2 separate regions of the Zea mays genome follow, and region 2 is linked to region 1. Evidence: chromatin contacts called from public Hi-C data. All regions are on one chromosome and are shown on one strand. The core of a region is the stretch at or near the end of the contact, and the rest is flanking DNA. Distances in the headings are between cores, read along the strand shown.

Region 1 (5,659 bases), core at 944-3,443:
AAACCAGGGAGGGAAAAGGCAAATCGAAGGGCGTCCCGAGTAGCTGACGGCGAGGCGGAACTCAACGAGGCAAGAGACGGGGCACGGGATCGACGGCGGTCGCAGAACGGATGACGGTCTTCGGTGAGCGGCGGTGGAGCTTCCTGGTTGCGTGCGCAGAGCGAGAGAGGGGGCGAGAGGGTTTGGCTGAGGGCGCAAGTGAGCGGGGGAAAGTAGGCGAGCGGAGCGCGGGGCTCAAAAGAGGCGAGGACGTGCGGAGGTGGCCGGAGAACGCGCGGTCGTGGGCGCGTCCACGGCGAGGGACGTGGGTGGGAGGTTGGGGACGGGCTGACAGGTGGGCTCCGCGGAACAGAGAGAGAGAGCGGGCATGTAGGCGCGAAGAAAGGTGTCGACAGGACTGGCCCACGGGGCAACAGGAGGGAGAGAGGGAGCGCGCGGGCTGACGCCGACAGGCGGGACCCCCCTATGAGACACCAAGGGCGCGCGGGCGCGAGGCTGGGCCTGCTGGGTCGACTGGGCTGAAATGGGTTTTTTCTATTTTCAGGGAATTTCTAATGCCTTTTCTATTTATTTTCTCTAGGGTTTTCAATTCAAATTCAAACCAAATCAAACATGTGCAACAATTCAAAGAATATTTAAAGTTCAACATGATGCAACATTTCATGACTCATAATGTTTTGGACAAAATAAAATAAATAACTCTCCCTAATTAAGCTAACCCTAACCAAGAGAGAGAGAGAGAGGAACTAGAGAGAGAGAAGAGTAACACCTGAATTTGATTGGTAAATTAGAAAGAATTTTTATACCCCCAAATTTAGGGTGTTACAGATAGTATCGATCTTCTTCATGCTTAAGTGCTGCTCCAGTGTTGGTCCCTATCAAATGCCTACCACCATCTCAACTATCGAGTTTTCAGCTGAAACGCAGCGGACCTTTTTTCCTCTAATATATTGTGGTGATCACACCATAAACACAATTGGTGCGATCTCGTAAGACTTACAACTCCACTTTGATATAAATACAATGGTGCATGCAAGCAACAAGGTTTAAGGGTGTATATCATCACTTCTAATCACAAGACAAAACCTAGGGCAAGTACTAATAAAGCGGTCTAAATTATTTGGATCTGTGGTAGCACCAAAAATAAATTTATAAACGCAGATAACACAACCATAAAAGTATAGGGACCAGAATATGCATGTTAAGAATTTAGAAACTGGAACGAATACATCTTCCCAAGTTTAGATATCTATATGTGCACTTTATGAGTTTAGGGCCCAGGATGATACAACGCTACAAGTTTAGGGACCGCTTATATATTTTACTCTTGCTTTGTAGCAACTCTAACTAGATGCTCGGATATTAGGCCGAATTTGTTGTCATGAGCTTTTTAGATGTTGCCCTACATAACAAGTGGATTTTTGATATGTTTTTATCAAAGCGCAGAGATGTGCATCTCTATGTGTGTGTTTTTTATTTTCTACCAACTATTACTAGATGTTTCAATAATTGATTGCTTTTGTTGCAATGGCTTCTATGGATGGTATTGTTTTGTTTTGACCGAGATGGAGGTGTAGATCGAGAAATGTTCTCTATGTTGCCATAGCTTGTTTTTGGATGGTGCAATATGTGATTTAGTTTGTTTCAATCATTCCTATACTACGTTGCAGCAAGGTGCTTCATAAGGTTATTTCAGGTATTAGATCGTGGCCAACAGATATATAATCATGTAAAATACTATTTTATATTATAGATTGTACTATTTATAAAGTACATAAGGTAGAATTTAAAATAAAAAGCGAGACAAAAAGTTAGCTGGAAATGGCCTTTATAATAAATATATTTACACATTGCGGTATGTCTGCGCATATGTGGTAGCCGACAGCCGTACATGAATTGATTGATCATCAGTTATGGCCTATGGGACCCAGATTACCAGGACTCCGGGATCCAGCGTTTCCGAAAACAGTACGAGATGGGCACGGAGCTGTGAACTTGGGCTAATCCGAGGTAGAGATTTTCGCAATCGTCAATCCGATGACGGTTGGTAGACAGTCTAGTGAACTGAGACCACACAAGTTGGTAGACAGTCTAGTGAACTGAGACCACACAAACAAGGCACGGAGCTGTCGGCATGAATCACGTTCTAGTGTTCTACAGTTCGTCATAGTTCCCGTGATGGTCGACTGATTGACACTGCCAACCTCCCAACTTCCCAAATATATCGTCGTCGGTCAATGTCGACGAGCTCGCAGTGCACGCTCATGGAAGGCGCTATCTCCCTTCCTCGCAACACAAGGTACGTTCCCGACACTGGCCTCCGGCCTCCCGCTCTCGAGGTTGCCTTCACCCTCTCCCATGCCACGTTGTCGCTCTCCCATGCTCGAGCTGCTTGCCTCTGGATCTAGACGAATCTAGAATAAACCTACAATTAATAAGTCCCTTCAAGCTTAAATAAGGATCAATTTTTTTAAGTTTTAGTGCTTGTTCAATTAGAAGTGTATTGAGAGTTATTGAAATGAATTAAATCATCTCCTATTTAAATTGTAACACAAGGTTTCAAGTTATTGAGGGGGATTGGACCAAATTCCTTGATGCTTGTTTGGGAGTTAGAAGAATGGAGGAGATTGGAGTGACTAAAATCACCTTGTTATCCATACCTTGATTGGATAGTCTAGTATTCAACCCAATTTACATGTATTGGGGTGAATTTAGGTATAAATTAGTTTAATTCATACCTCAATCCACATAAATACATGTGGAATGATGTGAATACTAGAGTATCCAAACAAAGACTTAAGGAGATTTTAACCCCTCTAATGTCTAGTTTGGATACTCTAGTATTGACTCTGATCCATATGTATTGAGATGGATTGGAGTGTAACTTAAACTAATATACACTCCAATCCACCTCAACACATGTGTATTGGGGTCAATACTAGAGTACCCAAACAAAACTAAGTATTGGTTTGGTGATCACATAAATAGAGGGGATCCGTGGAGGAAGAATCCCGCTATTCAAAATTGATTAGCAAGGGAATCCCTTCACTATGGATGCCGGCCCATTCATTTTCCTAGTCACCAAATTAGCCCTAATCTCCTACTGTATGCCAAGGGTTTAGAGGGGATAGAATACCCTTTCTGTCCAATTTTGAATAGCAACGGATTCTAGTCCCTCTAATCCTCTAGCTTCCAAACATGCCCTTAAGACTCCAATTTGAATGATCTAGGGTACATCTTACTCAAAACTACAATAACACAAGGCTCAGTGCCGTTGTGGTCGGTGCTTTAGCAGAATTGCCGTGGTTACCGGCGCGAACAGAGGTATCGGGCTAGAGGTGTGCCGGCAGCTGGCTGGCAATGGCGTCACCGTCGTCTTGACAGCAGTGGACGAGGAGCTAGGCGCGAAAGCCGTCGGCAATCTCCAAGGGCTAGCTCTCTCCGATGTTCTTTCTCACCAGCTGGATATCACGGATGCTTCCAGCATCGCTCGGTTGGCCAACTTCTTGAAGGCCCGATTCGGGAAGTTGGATATCCTGGTAAGTCGTCGTCTTTCCGGCGTCTCGAAAGCTTGACGGTACGTGCCGCCGGTGATCAACAGTGGTGCGCTTGTATTTGTAGGTCAATAATGCTGCGGTTGCTGGGGTCGTGTACTCTCAAGATCATTTGGATGATCTAGAACCGAGAGAGGAAAAGGTGAGGTTTAATATTTCATCTAATGTTGTATATAATGGTGCAAATAGTACGAATACTTTTTTCCGATTTTATTCAAGTCCAATTTGTACACTACCCGACATAACTGGTACTATAGATATTTGAATCAGAATCCAAATAAATCTATAAAAACAAATATAATATTGTCAATATCCATTTGTATCCAACTCGTTTGCGACCCTACTCATATACTATAATTGAATACTCCTCTATTCTAAATTGTAAATTATTTTACTTTTCTTCTATATAGATTTTTGCTATGTTATAGATATACGTTCTATCTAGATACATAACAAAATTAATATACCAAAAAGTCAAAACATCGTATAACATAGAAAAATATTGATAGCTTCTTTTCTTTCTCCGCTTATGATTGACTTCAGTTACATATAATAATTAATCTAACGTATAATCTCTTGTATATATGTAGTTAAAGTTAGCTGCATTTAATTGCTCGGTATGTGACAACAACACTTAAAAATGACGAAGGTATACTCTAAACATTTAAAAAACTATTTTATATACTTCTCCATCGTTGTCAACATTTTCCATCTTTGCATAACACCTTCATATGTATCCCTCCATTTTAAATCATATAAGATGTTGTAGCTTTTTTAGGTACACAACTATCTTTAATATACACTTAGATATACACAATATCTTGATATATAATAAACTGGATAGTTGTATAGTTGCAACTGTTCATGACTCTTAACTCCATTTTTTACCTCTGTTTTTTGAACTTTGCATCATTGCCTCTCTTTTCTGAAACAAAAACTCCACTTGCCCTTATTTCGCTATAAATACATAACATTGTTGACTCATACCTATAGAAGGATGTTAACCCTTGCACTATTGTCTTTCTAATTATCAATTTTTTTTCTAAATTTGCCTCATTTTGATATAAACATTTAAAGTATAAGTATGACATAAATCCGACCATAATTTTGAAAATCAATTATTTTAAATTCAAAATTTCAAATACTTTAAATATTTCAAATTCATGTTTTCAGATTTATTAAATTAAAATTTTGTAAATCAATTGATAATCAAGGGTATGAACGATTTTATATGGACCAAGTTAACACCGCTATAAGCTTATAATGTAATAGGGGCAAAGAGAGGTTTCGTTTCGAAAAAAAAGAACATCAGTGCAAAGTTCAAAAAACAGGGTAAAATGGAGTTAGAGTCGTGAGCAGGGGCAACCATAAAAAAACATGGGTAAAATAGATTTAGAGTTGCCCCATAATAAAAATAGTATTTATTTAAAAAAAATCTTCTTGTTTAGAGCGGAGAGTGAGTACTCGTTATCTGTTAGGCCTTGTTCGGTTACATGGGATAAAATTCTACCATGGATTTAATCCGTTTATGGATTGGGTGAATCCATACCTCACACCCAATCCCATGGTGGGATTAAATCCATCAACTAATCCATATGTCTCTCAAAGCTAGTTATTCTTTTGATCCATGGATTCTAATGTAAACTTGTGCAATATCTTCATGGATTTGTTCCATACCTAATAAGCTATGGATAGAATCCATGTCTTCCATAGTTAAAAAAAATCACAAACCCTTGGGTTATATTCCATGATGGGGTTAACCGAATAAAAAAATTTAAGTAGTCTTGGATTATTTTGGGGCATGGATTGTGACATGGATTTAATTCCAATCCATGCTAATCCAGAGCTGGATTGGTGTAAACGAACAAAGCCTTAGTTGAAATCTTGAAGTCCGCCTATGTGTTTGATTCATTTCAATGCATATGGTTATAGTTATAGAGTTTAAATAGTGACACACATTAAAAATATTTGTTAAATCTGTTTAAATTTATATTATACACCACAGCTTCACGCTCACCCCCTAAATAACATATATTTTTCATGGTTAAAAATAGTCTAAAGAAACCTGAATCTTAATTAACTGTCTGCTCATCTGCTGAAGAAGC
Region 2 (5,659 bases), core at 1,616-4,115, 250 kb before region 1:
TCAACAACAAAGGAAGGAATCTCAAGATATTACAACAATGATAAAAGAGTTTCAGGTGCGATTGAATGGGAGAGATAATTTTCTCGATTAGATTTTGTTTTCTACGAAATACTACTACTAACAATACAGTTTAAAGGGACAATTTGTACCAGTGCAACATTAAGTTTTATGCAGAGCAATATAATGATTTAGGTATGCCCAGGTTTTTCCATTCTTAACCAACATTACTTCGAATGCCACGCGAAATTGCAAAGGAGTCTTCTTTTTGTAAAGAAAAACTTTAGTTTCAGGGGAATTATGCTCTAAAAGGAAAATAGTTTACTTGAAGCACATTGATTCGAATTAATGATTTGACAATCATGCTAAACCAAATGTCGGAACATAAGGAGATGGATGTATAAATGAGGGTAACTGAAGCACATTGATTTAAAATAATGATTTGACAAACATGGTAAACCAAATGTCAGGACATAAGAAGATGGATGTATAAATGAAGGTGCTAGAAGTAAGGAGAAAATGCATCCAATAAGTTAGAATATGCCTCACTTTGTGCCAAAAAACATGTTGCTAATTATACTATTATACCATAATAAAGCAAGTCATAGTCACCCATGCACATGCATGGATCTCTGGATGCACATAGGAGAACTGGGTGTTTTGGTGCTTTCTCAGCAATAAAAGAGTACATCAACATAAAGGTTGTCATTTTGAATGCAACACAAGTACTAGATAGTAGATACCCGTGTGCTTGATCATTCCAAGGAAACACAATAATGTACAATTGAACCCAGCATGATATGTCGATCCCAATATGATACATCTGAACAGTTCAAATATGCCTTGATTTGTGCAAAAAGCATGTTGCAACTGTCAAAATTGATAGTTATTAAAAGAACAAGAAGCAATCTCCTAAGCTATTATTAATCATGGCTAAGAAACAAGCATTGCTGGTTTTAATCTTTGCAAATTTCATTTTAGCAAACAACTTTTATTTTAAACTTCAAGATAATTATGTTATGTATAAAGCAACCACACTAAAGGGACTAATAGGAAATGCATTCAGTTATCCCAGGGATTAACAATGTGATGTGATACATCCTCATCAAACCAAAGGGTGTTACACGCCACCATACCAAATCGATGAAATAAAAAGGGGTACATGACCCACATGAGTCATAAATGAATCTATACATTTAAGTATTTAACTAATACAGAATAAGTCAGGACTTCTATATCACCCCCACCTCCAAAGTTGTATACTTCCATATTTCGATCATAGCAGCCCTATTCGACAATATTAGAAATTGTGATACATACCTAAGGGCTTGATCGGTTTGCTGGGGATTGAAGAGGATTAAAAGTGATTGAGGGGATTAAATCCCTTAGGCCTTGTTCAGTTGTGGATCAATCATAGCCTAGATTCAATCCTGTTCCTCCCTAAAATACAGTTCAGTTAGCCCACTTCTCCAAACGTGTTTAGTTAGACCACTTCTCCTGTCTCCGCGAAACCTCCTCACTGCCGTCTGGAATCGAGCCACTTCTCTAGAGTCATGGAACCAATCCTGCCTGAAATCTATAGGACTGCATACAGAGGAGAAGGTTGGTCCGCATTTTCTGATAAGATTGGCTGCAAGTTTACTCTGCATAGAAAGCAGATACCCATAGTTTGATCTCTTCCTGGGTGGGATTTAATCTCTTGCAACCGAATATCAGAATATGCCCTGCCCCTTGTTCCCTCGAGTTCTCCTGGAAGAGGGGGTTAACCAAACAAGTGATAAAGCAAGTCACCAATGCACATGCATGAATCCCTGGTTGCACTAAAAGGTGTTTTGTTTTGGACAGGTCTGCGGAGGTGAGGGAGACTTCCCACCTGATTTTCATTGAGTGCATCTAAAAGAAATGCCACTTAAAACCTTGTTCGGTTGCAAGGAAAATGTAGGGGATTAAATCCATTTCTATTCAGTTTTGACTAGGAAGAGATTTAATCCCCCTCCAATCACCTTTAATCCACCCCTAACTGAATAAGCCCTAAACGGTTACACCAATAGACGGATTACATAGGGAAAGATTGCGTGCTTTGGCAGCAATAAAGAGCTAGAAGCACACACGTTGGACTAGTGAGGAAGCCAATTTGAAAAGTCAGATAGCTTGACGGGTTAGATGTTGAAGAGTTGTTTTGCTTTTGAGTAGATAAAATTTGGATTGGCGAGTCATTTAGCTAGTCTCTTTTAGATGGTCTGAAGTCACTTAAGGTAGATATTCACAAAGAGCTAGAAGCACACACGTCAACAGCTGCTTGTGTGGAGTTGCTAGAAAAAACAAGAACCTCACATCCAGAATGCTGCGCAGCTGCGCCCTTGGTGTCGTAACCTTTGCCTCCCTAGCTAATTCCAGCGAACAGTCGGCTACGTAGAGGAGACCACGCAACCTAAACGACACAGCATCCTCCTACGATACGATCCTATCCTACTTGTTGATTCCTAGAACCAAATCTGCAGCCCCCTCCAAAGGACCAAATCTATGAACAATTTATACAATTCTACGTACGGACGAATCCACATACACACGTCACCCGGGTACCTTGGATGGTCGTGTCCTGGCCTTGGACAGCGCACACTACGGACGCGCCACGGCCCGTGCCCCGTCGTTCCCTGGAGAGGACGGTAGTCGCGCGGAGCGGCGAGGATTTGACGGTGCGGCGCGAGGACGACGACGGGATCGCGCAGCAGATGCGGTGCCCGGGGTGGGGAGGTGAGGAGACGCAGGCGAGTGGAAAGGAGGCGACGGGGAAGGCGAGGCCGGCGGCCATGACGATCCGCGACGGGGGCGGGGGTTGAGTTCGAGAAGGCAACGGAAGGTGGGGGGAGCTGGGGGAACTGGGGAAGCGGTGCGCGATGCGACGAGAGGGAGACAGACGGGGAACGGGAGGGAAAGAAAAGCATGTGGGCTGGTAGCCTGTACTGCCAGTCTGCCACTGGTAGTTCCGAATTTTGGATCCAGTTCGCAGTTCCCCTGTGTGACTCTGGTGCGGTGCGGTGCGGCGCGGCGCGTCGGCGCCACCTCGCCACGTTAACTTGACAATGAGTGTATGACACGACAAAACGCCTCGAATTGTTCCGAGTTTCTGGCAGATGATACCGGCACATCTTTGGGTGGTCATGTACCCTTTTTATTTCTGGCAGTAGTGTGCTGTTTGTTCCAACCTTTTAATTAAATCTATCTATACGATTCAGAGTAGTGTGCTGGATGTATTTTTCGGCAGTTTATACCGCAAAATGGCTGCAATTGTACTAGCACCCAACTCAAATGATGAATCTTCACAGGTCACAGCATGTTTACCGTACACGCATCCAGCTCAATAATGAATCTTTACAACGTGTTTCTTTACAAGTTTCATCAGATTATTCCCAACTTTGAACTCCATAAAATGGTAGGACTTGGCACATCCCTGTCAGAGTTCAATGGATAATTCGAACTCTTCATCACCCACCGTTAGAACATGGGCACCCAACAGAAGTACCCTTTTGCCTTCAGGATTGGCTGCGCTCATTTGCTTGCAGGGGTCAACAGTAATCTCCACATTGGATGCACTGCCAGCCGCCGTGTGGACACTCTCAAAGCCAACCAGCTGTTTTATAGGAAAGCCCGGGACGCTTGATTTCGATCTCGCGAACAGAAGAACAGCATGACTCCCATCCATGCTACCATGATTCGAAACAGCGACGTGAACAGAGAAAACCAGAGCTTCACATGAAGCGATATCTTCAGTTTTCACAGAGCCTAGTCCATCCCTCCTTGTGTATGCAGGCTTTCTGCTGATAATGCCCAAATCGGATGAACGCGACACGGTGATCTTCTTCGGAGCCGAGGAGATGCTATATGAATATTTGGAGTAACTTAAACCATATCCAAAGCCATACACTACATCTCCAGTGTAAAATCGATATGTTCTCCCAGGGTAGCCTCGTGAAGGATCAGCTCTCATGTTCATATCAGTCATGGGAATAGCAGTAAAGGATTCAGGATACCAAGTTATAGGCAGCTTTCCTCCTGCATTACATCAACAGCCAAGTTAGTTCAGCGGCCACCACAACTTTTTCATTGCAATACATGCCATTGCCAGTCATATTTTCTTTCAAGAGGTTATTCACTCACCTGGGTTGTACTCTCCGAAAAGAATTTCTGGAAGGACTTGTCCACCAACCTCGCCAGGATATCCGAGCCAAAGAATGCTTGCGATTCGTGGATCTTGCTTTGCAAACGAAACATCAACAGGACCACCACCCAGGAGAACCAACACAAGGGGCTTCTTCGCTACACTAGCAATGGCATGTATGAGGCCCATCTGCTTGCCTGGAAGGAGAAGGCTCACTCTGTCGAAGTCCTCACGCTCTTCTGTCAGGTTCAAGCCAGCAATTACGACAACAATATCGGCTCTTTTAGCTGCTTCAACAGCTTCGCCAAACAAATCTGTTGAGTTACAGGAAGCATCCTTGCATCCAGGGGCAAAGCTTGTTTGTGTAGCATATGCTTGAATGCCCTTAAGGAAGGTCGTAGGATTGCAGGGAACACCTGAATAAAGTGAATATAATGTTAAAATGTATACACAATAGTAAGTTCAGCAAATGCTCATTCGAGGCAGTGGTGTGAGAGTGAGACCTGTATAGTCTCCGCCCATCGCATACGCGTCATTTGCAGATGGTCCAATGATGGCAACATGTCTAACTTCGCTTCTCTTCAGAGGCAAAAAATTATGGTCATTCTTCAGAAGGACAGCACCCTGCCTTACAGCTTCTGCTGCAAGCTCTCTATGCTCTTTCGTGCACACACTGTTGGGCCCTAGTTGAGAGAACCATTGGTTGTTGCTGGGCTTATCAAATATTCCAAGACGCAACTGAACCGAGAATAGATTAAAAAGGGCACGGTCGATATCTTCTTCTTGAATTTTTCCCTTCTCAATTGCTGACTTAGTATGCCGAACTAGGAAAGAACCACAGTTGATATCCATTCCTTCAAAAAATAGAGTAATCCTAACACCTCAGCAAAAGATCAGCTGATAGATTCAAGACGTAAATGTGAGATGGCAGATGATGTTCTAAGGAATTTAGTTTGACATGATGTCGAAACCTCCGAACAGCAAGGTTCTCAAGGAATCACTGGAAACAGAACGGGTAAGCCTCAAAACGGAACAAGTATGTACATAGCTTTGTAATATTGGGGGTTACCAAAATAAGGCTTACATCAGTTGGACTTGACTACCATTTTCCAACATATAGTATCTACATTTGAAAAGCTAGATTTGATTGGCCCCCCAAAAAATGCTAGATTTAACTGAGAAGCCACTTCTAGTCTACAAAGAGAAACAAATCGTGTTTTTCCAGTATAAGTCTTGAGGGTACTAACCTGCCTTAAGAACAATTGCTATTGAATCTTCGCCTGATTTAGTGTATGTCTGGTTTTCATGAATAATTGCCACAGCATCACAATCAGATGTAATGTACCTTGAGAGAATCAAACGAACACATGTAAACAAAAAATGGAAATGCTGGATTTGTTGGTTCATATAATGAAATTCCTTGTCATTCCTGAAATATTCTGTGGTCCAAGTCTCAACGGAGGCAAATTCAGAGGAAGAACAAGTAGCATACCCCTGGAAGCC

The links. Hi-C and Micro-C count contacts between places; a contact is called where the count stands out from the background.
Region 2: a Hi-C map of bundle sheath shows a contact between it and region 1, with 2.2 times the contacts expected there. The contact joins the promoter of LOC100272895 here to the promoter of LOC100217183 in region 1. A contact is called at or near these places in 2 of 25 Hi-C or Micro-C datasets (bundle sheath and leaf).

The regions. Positions count from the first base shown.
Region 1 is chr2:24,669,929-24,675,587 of Zm-B73-REFERENCE-NAM-5.0, reverse strand. LOC100217183 reads left to right here and starts at 2,193. Exons shown (of 5, transcript NM_001143543.1): 1 at 2,193-2,299; 2 at 3,296-3,539; 3 at 3,622-3,696. The coding sequence starts at 2,238.
Region 2 is chr2:24,917,780-24,923,438 of Zm-B73-REFERENCE-NAM-5.0, reverse strand. It overlaps LOC100272895 (putative thioredoxin superfamily protein), which reads right to left and starts at 2,865. Exons shown (of 2, transcript NM_001147348.2): 1 at 2,581-2,865. The coding sequence starts at 2,809. LOC100381616 reads right to left here. Exons shown (of 6, transcript NM_001174434.1): 2 at 5,649-5,659; 3 at 5,404-5,501; 4 at 4,660-5,010; 5 at 4,156-4,572; 6 at 3,278-4,050. The coding sequence ends at 3,452.